2 separate regions of the Mus musculus genome follow, and region 2 is linked to region 1. The links are chromatin contacts, called in public Hi-C maps. All regions are on one chromosome and are shown on one strand. Each heading gives the region's core, a stretch centred on a gene start, on an enhancer-like site or on the middle of the called end of the contact. The rest is flanking DNA. Distances are from core to core; before and after follow the strand shown.

Region 1 (5,423 bases), core at 2,149-4,648:
GTTGTCAAATGTTTGGCTTGGGGAGCAGATGTGAGCCAAGGAAAGGGTCCTGCTGAGGAAGGGGTGCTGAGTACATACAGGTCCTGCTCCTCACCTGTGAGCCATGTCCACCTCGTCGAAGGCCTCCTTGGCCAGCAGGGACTGCACCAGGGCCCTGGTCATGGCAGTGTCATCTGTGTAGTACAGTGTCTCTGCAAGGAAGAAGGTGGAGGGGTGAGAGCCACCCACAGGGCTGCGGTGGGTGGAATGAATGCTTGTTCCTCTTGGTGGTCCAGCAGCTGACCTCTACGATGACCTCATTGTGACCTCTTACCCCTTCCTCCTGAAAGCCAGGAAGTCTTCAGACCTCAGCCTTGGAACTTCAGCAACTGTTTCTAACAAGGCAGGCATGTATATACTGTATACACTATAGTGTAATACACTGTAGCTATCTTTAGACAGATCAGAAGAGGGCATCAGATCTCATTACGGATGGTTGTGAGCCACCATGTGGTTGCTGGGATTTGAACTCAGGACCTTTGGAAGAGCAGTCAGTGTTCTTAACCTCAGAGCCATCTCTCCAGCCCTGATTTCTGAAGGGAAACTTTCCACTCCCTTCCTCCCTCCCTCCTCAGCATCTTAGCCTGCTTGGACTATATGCTTTCCACCTCCAGTGTGGCTTTACGCACTGCCACAAATTCTTTTTTTTTCCGAGACAGGGTTTCTGTGTGTAGCCCTGGCTGTCCTGGAACTCGAACTCAGAAATCTGTCTGCCTCTGCCTCCCAAGTGCTGGGATTAAAGGCGTGCGCCACCACTGCCTGGCTGCCACAAATTCTTAAGTAGGACATTGCCTCCTTTTCAATTCATTCGATCTGTACACAAGTCTCTTCCAGTTTGCTCCCATCCTTTCCCATCTTCCATCTCATGGCTCCCCTGCAGGCTCAGGACCAATCAATCCTAGCACTTGGCTCAAACCCTTGCAGCTAGGTCTGCTCCCTACCCCCACCCACCTCATCTTCATCTCCCCTAGCTTCCGGTATTCTGGAATCGCCTCCTCCTTTCAGTTTGTGTTTGGATGGGTATGTCTGCCTTCATGCTCTTAACTGCTGAATTATCTCTGCAGCCCCCTTTGTTTCTGAGACAGAGAGGGTCTCACTGTCAGTAGTCCTATCTCGCCCAGGGCTGTGTAGACCAGGCTGACCTCAAACTTGCTGACATATTCCCACCTCTTTCTTGTAAGTGCTGGAGTGCTGGGGGGTGGGGGTGGTGGTGTCACATGTGTGTGGCACCACATTCATATTCTGGTACTTTTTTTTTTTTAACCCCTCAAGACAGGGTTTCTCTGTGTAGCCCTGGCTGACCTGGAACTCACTCTGTAGACCAGGCTGGCCTCAAACTCAGAAATGAACCTGCCTCTGCCTCCCGAGTGCTGGGATTAAAAGAGTGCGCCCAGCCCTACTCTGATACTTCTAACATGCCACACTCAAAGAGGCTACTAACCTGCTAGGACAGGACCTTTGCTTCACTGAGAGAAGACAGTTACAGAGAATGGACTCGTCTAATGAGTGCCTCCCGGATCCTTCAGATAGCCAGTCCACTCCCTCCTTGTTGTTCAAACTCCATTTCCCCTCTTCTCAGGTGGCCCCTGTGTCCCACGTTCATAGCTGTAAACACATTCCTAGTCTTTGCCAGCCTGGTCATAGGTAAAGGTCACCCTCGCTCACTGGGGTCAGGTGTTGCTCTTTGCCCTTCTCTCTATATGCTCAGCACATGTCTGTGAGTGAGGGGGCACTGTGTGTCCTCCCTCCTTTTGCTCTGTGCCCTGGTCTTCCTGAGGGAGCCGTTCTTCTTTAGTCCTAGCTGGAGGACTGACCTCCTGCCTAGTTAGACGGCAACTTGAAGGCATCCATCTCTTATTGCCAGTCCCTTATGTAGGACTGGGCTCCAGACTCAAGTTGCAATGTTCGTAGAGTTGGAGCAAAGGAGAATCTCTCTCGTTCTCTCTCTCTTTTTTTAAAGATTTATTTATTTGTTATATGTAAGTACACTGTAGCTGTCTTCAGACACCCCCAAAAGGGCATCAGATCCCACTGCAGGTGGTTGTGAGCCACCATGTGGTTGCTGGGATTTGAACTCAGGACCTCTAGAAGAGCAGTTAGTGCTCTTAACTGCAGAGCCATCTCTCCAGCCCCAAGGAGAACCTCTTCTGCAGTGTTACTGGGACCATACTGTAGGAAAAGGAGACTGCCAAAGTGAGCTCCCCCCAAAGGGAAACTCAAGGCCAAGAGGAACCAAGCAAGCTAGTTAGGAGTTGAACTCCTGGACTTAGCACTGCTGGAGGCCAGAACTTCCTTTGGACTCTGTCAGTTCTTTCCACTCAGACCCTCTTAAAATGTGTTTCCTGCAGCCACAGGGTCCCAACTACCACTCAACCTAAAACACACCTTTTTTTTTTCCATCTTACCAAACCATAATGAAATAAAATTTGTCTTATCTCTGCTTCCTTTAACACCCGTTTTCCATGTTCTCGACCAACTCGACATGGTTTTCTGGGTCCAGACTACCCTGACTTTTCTGTAACACACCAGTGTCCTAGTCTTGAAATTCTTTCCTCTGGTTTTGTTACCATCCTTCCTACTTCTCGGCACACCCCGTCCTTCCTCGCTCCTTCCCCTACCTCTAAATGCCTCTTAACTCGTGGAGTCCTCTGGGGTTCTGACGACGGCCCCCTTCTACTATGTTACATGCTCTTCAAGAAGAACCAAGTCTTCTACTGACATCTGACCTGGAATCTGAGGACAAGCTGCGTTTGCAAGCGAAAGGAAGGGACATGTCTTAACAGGCTAGGGACAGCCCTCGCCGACGCCCACATCGGGCCAGCAGTTTGAGAAAGCTGGTCACGACGGAACTGGCCACGCGGGAACTGGCTCTAGCCAAGGTTTTAGGCGAGGCCTGCGCTCTGAATGTGGTCATGGCTGGAGACCTACAACCACGGAGAGCTGGAGCAAACCGATTCGATCCAGGGGCCTTCAGCCTCGTGACTTCGTGGGAGCTCGCCGCAGGAGCCTCCACCTCGGCAGCCTAGTCTGCGCGCGCGCCCCCGAGTCTCGGTCCCCTCGCCCAGGGGTGGGGACCCGATCGGTGGTGCCCCGCCCACCTGTCCGCGCGCTGCCCGGCGTGCCCGGGTCCGGCTCCAGGCTCTCGACGTGACTCAGGACTGATGCCAGGCTGACGGTATCGTGTGCCTCGTAGACAGCGCCCACGCAATCTCCCAGCAGCGCGCCCGCCAGGCAACCTCGGAAGCGCGAGATGGAGCGGGCCGCACTTGCCCCGCCGCCCCCCGCCGCCGACATCGCTGTAGCTGCTGCCGCCGCAGCCACCGCCATCCGCGCGCGGACTAGTCGCCACTTCCGGCATCGATGCTGCCGCCTCTTTGGTCGTCTCTTCCCCGCGGCCCCACAGCGCCCCCTTGTGGCCCGGAGTCTCAGCCTACGTCCTACCCCACAGCGCCACTCAACGGCTGGGAGTCTCAGCGCCCCATAAGTACTCGCACGCTTCGCTTTGGCGCTCCCTACCTTCTCATTTGTAAATGGCACCACAAATGCGGCCGACAGCTCCCTAAAATCCCGCGGAGGACCCTTTGAAAAGCACCTGAACAAGAATGTTGCCCACTCAAAGCCACTGCTGCCCGCGGGCGATCACCTGTATCTTTACACCCGTATTCCTTCTGGAGTCGCTTTGGACTCGACCCCTATGAAGTCTAGGCGACTCCATCGCTCAAGTGGACTGTCTCACTCGGTCAGCCACTCTCATGGGGTAGCAGAAAAGAGCCTGGCTTGAGAACTCCATTTTTATTATTTTACTGTCCCCTCACTACTCCCCCCTCCCACCAATCTTGTGTCTTCCCTCAGCCGCCAAAGCCTAGGTTAGCTCCAGCTGGCAGATTTTGAGTGGACTCAGTGTGCGGTTTGTCGTGCGCGTGAAGGTGTCCACCTGGGGCACAAATTTCTCAGCCGGCACCGTCAGCTTGCGTCGGGTGTCCATACACTTGGTGTCCAAGAGCAGGGTGTTGGTCTTGCACGCGATATCAGCCTGTATCCGGGCCAGGTGCTTGAACAGGGCATCCAAAGCGTTCCTGTAACGCAAAGCATCGGGAGCTCAGAGCCCTACATCAGGCTGCAGGGGCCAGGACATCTCACCAGCATAAAGCCCAGAGAGACCAGCAGGCACTACGGCCCCATGGTTGAGCAGTGCCCCCCACTATTCCTGCCCACTCTCTAAACCTACTGTGTTTGGGCCAGCTTCTGCTTCATGGTATTGATGGTTGCCTCTAACTGGTGGACTTCATCAATGAGGCCATACTGTGTCTGAAGACAGAGGGGCAGGATGGGGTTTTCAGTTCAGCCGCAAGACCCTTCAGCTGGTCGCATAACTGCCTTGGACCAGAATGCTTGTTCCACAAGAAACGTGCGAAGAGGGGTAATACTGAGGTCTCCTTAGCAGACAGGGGTGGTCCCCACCGGGGCCCCTTGTACCTGGTCCCGGCAGAGCTCCACATTGGACCGGTAGGTTCTGGACTCCAGCCGGGTATGTGCAAGCTTCAAGTTCATCATCTTTCTACGCAGGTCCTCCTCCAGGCGCCGAATGTCTCCCTGCAGCTCGGCTATCTCTTCTAAGGTCTGTGGCAGACATTACTGTTCTCCACCGGCAAGACTCACACTAGGGCTCCCAACTGAAGCTTCAGGGCAGGGTTCCTTATGCCCTGCCTCACAGCATGGTGGGAAAGGCAGGGTGGTGGGGTTGGGGGAGGGTAAGGGGGTGGTGGTGACACTCACATTTTTCTCTTGCCACTTGAGCTCACTGTAAAAACTCTCCATTTCCCGAAGCCGCTTCCTGAAGGTGAATTCTGTTGCAACCCTCTGAGCGTCCAGTTCATTGTTGGTCTGCATGAGGAGGGTGAGCCAGGCCAGAAGAGGGTGTCATGGCCTTGTGAGATTGCTGTTTGAAGTCAGGGAAGGGCTAACATGTGGTCAGTGTGGAAAGAAAGACAGAGGTGAGTTGGGCTTAGTCACCTGAGCAATAGCTAGGGCAATGGCTTCCCTCAACTCTATGGACGCTTTCATTTCGGCCTCTGCCCGGTTCTTGTTGAATCGAGTAAATTCATCCCACTGCTGCAGTGTGGTGGAGCTGTGGAGGCAAGCAAACAATGGGGGTCACTGGGGCACACAAGGAAACGATGGGGTCACAGGGACACACAAGGAAACAATGGGGTCCTAGGGACACACAAGGAAACAATGGAGGTCACAGGGACACACAAGGCACACAGAAAGGACTGACTGAAACACTGGTCTTACTCTTTGGGGATGCGTGTGGGGTTGACTTTCAGAGAGATGTTTGGGGAAGTGAGGTTGAGAGAGAGGCAGCCCCTGTCGATCTCCAGTGT
Region 2 (5,839 bases), core at 832-3,331, 63 kb after region 1:
AAACAAAAAATTTCTGGAGTAGGAAAGATGACTCAATAGTTTTAAGAGTGTTTACAGCTATTCCAGAGGCTGAGTTTGGTACCCAGAACTCACATCCAGGCATAACTCCAGCACTAAAGGATCTGACGCCGGTTTCTGGTCTCTGTGGACACTTAACAACAAATTATGGTGTATGTACATACTGTGTGTATACACAGACACAAACACATACTAAGAATAAAGATAAGCTACCTCTCAGAGCACTGGAAATTACCAATGCAAAGTATCCACTTGTGCCTCAAACATGGGAGCAACTCAGAGCACCTATTTTCACTTCCGAGTAATTTTCTACTGCCATTTTCTCATTCATCTATTGCAAGATCAATGAGTTATACTATCAATGTACAATAATTCTTTGAAAAGACTATATGAAATCTTGTTAATATATATGAAGTTAGGATTTTCACTGTGTCCAAACTGAAACTGTATGAGGACACAGGAAGGTTGGGGGTATTGCTTGATGGTTAGAGGACTTGCCTAGTATCAGATCCCTGGATTTGATTCCCTAGTACTGCAAAATAAAATATAAGTATATACATGAAATAAACTGATACAATAGAAAATTACAGATGCAAAAAAAGAGATTTAAGTATTTGCAACATTTAAAATAATTAGGACATGTACCAAGAAAGACTAGATCAAAATTAATAGTCAAAAAATATGGCAATATATGATGGATCTTGGCAAAGAAACTTTTCACAACTATAACTGAATGCTGGGCAGTTACTGGTGGGAGGTGTCTGGAAAGGTTACATGCTACGACTATTACTTACCCCAACAGTGCCACTTAAAAACTAACTCTTGGCGGCTGGAGAATGGCTCAGTAATTACAAGCACTGGCTACTTTTCCAGAGAACCGTGTTTGATTCCCAGCACCCATACAGCAGTTTACAACCATCTGAAACTACAGTTCCAGGGATCCAACACCTTCTGGTCTCCAGAAGCACCAGGTATGCATGTGGTACACACATATAAATACAGAAAAACACTCAAACACATAAAAAATCTAAAACAATGATCTTGCTAGTACCCAAGAAGGTTCTTTCTCTAAATCTCTCCCAAGCCTAACAGTGCTCTAAGAAAACCAAAATTCTTACTGCTGTACTGGCACCTTCTTTATGGATGTACAATATAAATGCACACCACTAATTCTAAGTTAGAGTTCCCAGTTCTTGAAATTATGTAACTGAAAACATAAACTATATGATTTTTTCCAGATTTTATCATATCAATTAAATATAATTAAATTCTTCATTTTTACTAATACATGATTTTTTTTGAGAAGTACACAACTATTCTAATTGTCTTGGTACTTTTCCTTGGATACTAAAAATGCTATCAATGGTCTCTTTCTCCTCTCCCTCTCCCCCCGCCTTCACACACACACACACACACACACACACACACACACACACACACACACACCTGTATTTGAACACTTCTATCTATGAAACTGCTGGCTCATGAGGGATGTACATTCCTTTCTTATAACAGTTCTTTCACAGTTATTTCAGTTTCTGACCTTTCACAAGCAATGCATGAGTCTCTGTGGTGGGGCCAGTGAGAAGGTTTAGCAGGCAATGACTTGCTGCCAACCCTGACCTTACAAGTTCCATCCCAGGAGCCTACATGGTAGAAGAACTGACTTCCACAAGTTGTCTTCCGACTTCCACACATGCACCCTGGCACACGTCCTCACCACACAATAAATAAATGTAATTATGATGCCCCAGGGAAGGGGGCTATGGGGAGGGGAGGTGGGGGTGAGGGTGGGATGGGGTGGGTAGGGGAGCACCCTCTCAGAGGCAAAGGGGATAGGGGATGGGTGAAGAACTCTTGGAGGGGGGACTGAAAAGGAGAGCAACATTTGGAATGTAAATAAATAAAACAATTTTAAAAAATTAAAAACCAAAGTCATGTTGGGTACTATTCACAACTATTAAATATTGTTAGACAAGATTAGTCACTCTGATAGGTACATGGCAGTGATTTAAAAAGGGGGACTAGTGAGATGGGGAGAGAGAGAGAGAGAGAGAGAGAGAGAGAGAGAGTGTGTGAGAGTGAGAGAGAAGCAGTCCGAGAAACAGACCGAGTCCTAGGGGCCCTGGTGGGGTCTACATTGCTGCCCTTGTGTTCTTATAAAAGTTTGGCAGTTCATTCTCTGAAAAAGGTAAAACAAAATAAAAAGCTCCCTGGAAGGAGGATGCCAGACATAGTTGAAGGCACAGGAGTTGAAGGCACAAGATTGTACCACCAACAGGGATCAAAATGAGTGCAAACACTAAATGCTGATACAGAAATTCCTCTGGCTAAAATCTCTAACTTGGCTTTCAGAACACAGATGGCCAGATTTAGCCTTTAGGCAGGTGCATGAGAAGGCTAATCTTAGCTAACCTTACCTGCTCCGAACAAGGACACCTAAGGATTACAATAGCCCAACTTCAACGACTGAATGACTTCACCCTTTCATGAAGGTCCAGGTTGACTAGACACCTTTGTGTATACAGTACTTGCATTTGGTGTGTTTAGACACTCCCACTGAGGTCCTAGACATAACAGAATAATAATAGAATGCTATCTTAAGATATCCACCCTTAAAAGATGGGGCTCAGAGCTAAACAAAGAATTCTCACCCGAGGAATACCGAATGGCTGAGAAACACCTGAAAAAATGTTCAACATCCTTAATCGTCAGAGAAATGCAAATCAAAACAACCCTGAGATTCCATCTCACACCAGTCAGAATGGCTAAGATCAAAAATTCAGGTGACAGCAGATGGTGGCGAGGATGTGGAGAAAGAGGAACGCTCCTCCATTGTTGGTGGGATTGTAAGCTTGTACAACCACTCTGGAAATCAGTCTGGCGGTTCCTCAGAAAATTGGACATAGTACTACCAGAGGATCCCGCAATACCTCTCTCCTGGGCATATATCCAGAAGATGTCCCAACCGGTAAGAAGGACACATGCTCCACTATGTTCATAGCAGCCTTATTTATAATAGCCAGAAGCTGGAAAGAAACCAGAAACCCCTCAACAGAGGAATGGATACAGAACATGTGGTGCATTTACACAATGGAGTACTACTCAGCTATTAAAAAGAATGAGTTTATGAAATTCCTAGACAAATGGTTGGACCTGGAGGGCATCATCCTGAGTGAGGTAACACAATCACAAAAGAACTCAAATGATATGTACTCACTGATAAGTGGATATTAGCCCAGAAACTTAGTATAGCGAGATATAAGGTACAATTTGCAAAACACATGAAACTGAAGAAGAACGAAGACCAAAGTGTGGACACTTTGCCCCTTCTTAGAATTGGAAACAATCACCCATGGAGGGAGTTACAGAGACAAAGTTTGGAGCTGAGACAAAAGGATGGACCATCTAGAGACTGCCATATCCAGGGATCCATCCCATAATTAGCCTCCAAACGATGACACCATTGCATGCACTAGCAAGCATTTGTTGCAAGGACCATGATATAGCTGTCTCTTGTGAGACTAGGCCGGGGCCTAGCAAACACAGAAGTGGATGCTCATAGCCAACTATTGGATGGATCACAGGGCCCCCAATGGAGAAGCTAGAGAAAGTATCCAAGGAGCTAAAGAGAACTGCAACCCTGTAGGTGCAACAATGTTATGAACTAACCAGTACCCTGGAGTTCTTGACTCTAGCTGCATATGTATCAAAAGATGGCCTAGTAGGCCATCACTGGAAAGAGAGGCCCATTGGACAGGCAAACTTTATATGCCCCAGTACAGGGGAACGCCAGGGCCAAAAAATGGGAATGGGTAGGTAGGGAAGTGGGGGGGAGAGGGTGTGGGGGACTTTTGGGATAGCATTGGAAATGTAATTGAGGAAAATACGTAATAAAAAAAGATATTAAAAAAAATATCCAGGAATAGGGCTGGTGAGATGGCTCAGCAGGTAAGAGCACCCGACTGCTCTTCCGAAGGTCCCGAGTTCAAATCCCAGCAACCACATGGTGGCTCACAACCATCCGTAACTAGATCTGACTCCCTCTTCTGGAGTGTCTGAAGACAGCTACAGTGTACTTACATATAATAAATAATAAATAAATCTTTAAAAAATTTTTTAAAAAGGTTTTCTTATTAAAAAAAAAGATATCCAGGAAGCAAAAAAGAGCTGTTAATAAAATAGATATTAAAAAGCGAACAAAAGTGGCACATGCCTTTAATCCCAGCACTCGGGAGGCAGAGGCAGGTGGATTTCTGAGTTCGAGGCCAGCCTGGTCGACAAAGTGAGTTCCAGGACAGCCAGGGCTATACAGAGAAACCCTGTCTCGAAAAACCAAAAAAAAAAAGCAAACAAAAGGTAGAAAACTTCTAGAAAGTAGCTCAAAACTGAGATTAAAAAGACAAACAAGTGCTAGAACACCGACGTTAGCGTTTTGTTGTTGATGTTGTCTATTGATGCTTGACAAAGAATATCCAAGACAAAAATTAAAAGCGTGATCTCAAAAGGACCACTGTAAGCCAAACAGGAAAGGCGCATTCAACCAGAGTCAACCAGAAACTAGTAAGAAACCAATCTGAAAGCTGTGCTGATTACGATACACTGAGCCAGTCTCCTAATGCAAGGACAGACTGCCTGGGAAAGCCTGACTTCCATCACAGTAAACAGAGTCAGGACTGATTGTGGAAGCTGTGAAAAAATTGGGAGGAGTAAAAGGCTTCTGCCTGAATGACTGAAGGCTGAGCTGTTTCCCGAAGCGCTTGCCTGTGCTGCAGCCTTGCTTCTAAGCACAATGTGACTTGCAGTTTCATTACAGTAGAATGTTTGAGTTTTAAAGTTGGTGGTTGAGTGGCCTTTAATCCCAGCACTAGAGAGGCAAAGGTGGGCAGATCTTTATGAGTTCATCATAGCCAGCCTGCTCTACTTAGTGAGTAAAGGCTAATGGAGAGACCCTGTCTCAAAAACCAAACAAAGAATGCTATTTAAACTGCTGGCTTGAGTTTAATGAAAAAAAAAAATCGTTAAAATAATTTGGTTTGGGATTTGGATGGAATTTCCAAAATAACTCCTAAAAATACTTCAGTTATTTCATATTATATATTTATACCAAGCATTCTCAGCATTGGTGATTATAAAGTCAAAATAATGATCAAATCTGATGCTCTGTTCTATGTCCTACAACATCCAATACTCAGGCAAGACTTAATCCTCCCCTAGCCCCACAGCTAGCCCAGGCTGCTCTGGAACTTAGCTGAGGATGGCCTTGAACTTCTGCTCCTCCTTCCACGTCCTAGGATTACAGGCATGCAGCACCATGCCTAGATAAGATAGAATCTTTATGTAAAATTAAGTGCATATATTATTACGCAATTTTTTATCTTTAACAAAAGGGGAGTAATAGTATAATTATTTTAAATTATTTTATTTATAAGTATTTATCATTTTATAATTATAAAAAATTATTTAAATTAAATAATTATTTTAAAATAAATTTAAGACTTACTATCAATGGATGTTTAATTTGCATATCTATTTTATATGTTCTGAATAGATAAGACAACAAGAATGTGCTACTGTACGTGGCTTGATAAAGAATGTTTTATAAAACGCTACTTTTTATTGAAAAATTTTAATAAAGGCTTTTTTTTTTTTTTGATGGAACCCAGGAATTCTACCTCTGTGCTACTCTGTCCCTAAAATAATGTTTTAATCCTGAGATGTCTAAGGGCTAACACTTGCCTTTCAAGAATCTGGCTTCTTAAGAGATGCAGTACAAAGTCGTATCATAAACAGTGGAATCAGAATTGTTGACCTCTTCAAC

What was found. A called contact is a pair of places that touch in the nucleus more often than the background predicts.
Region 2: a Hi-C map of rod photoreceptor shows a contact between it and region 1, with 1.8 times the contacts expected there. The contact joins the enhancer-like site here to the promoter of Adprhl2 in region 1. A contact is called at or near these places in 5 of 39 promoter capture datasets (the HPC-7 cell line, HPC-7-derived erythroid cells, embryonic stem cells and 1 more), 3 of 484 Hi-C or Micro-C datasets (embryonic stem cells and rod photoreceptor), 4 of 115 datasets of contacts at active chromatin or transcription factors (the SCID.adh cell line, bone marrow-derived macrophages and embryonic stem cells) and 3 of 9 other capture datasets (adipose tissue, liver and pancreatic islet).

Annotation. Positions count from the first base shown.
Region 1 is chr4:126,318,305-126,323,727 of GRCm38.p6, forward strand. Adprhl2 (ADP-ribosylhydrolase like 2) reads right to left here and starts at 3,399. Exons shown (of 6, transcript NM_133883.2): 1 at 3,138-3,399; 2 at 95-191. The coding sequence starts at 3,366. It overlaps Tekt2 (tektin 2), which reads right to left. Exons shown (of 11, transcript NM_001357262.1): 6 at 5,335-5,423; 7 at 5,053-5,167; 8 at 4,816-4,923; 9 at 4,516-4,659; 10 at 4,268-4,347; 11 at 3,817-4,115. The coding sequence ends at 3,902.
Region 2 is chr4:126,382,555-126,388,393 of GRCm38.p6, forward strand. The region is part of intron 5 of Ago3 (argonaute RISC catalytic subunit 3); the gene reads right to left. Among named protein-coding and RNA genes, the nearest start is that of Ago3, 44 kb to the right of the region's middle. Within about 2 kb of position 2,082, at least 1 of the 459 cell types and tissues checked has an H3K27ac peak or open chromatin away from gene starts, as enhancers often do. A contact at or near this core is called in rod photoreceptor, where this site is marked.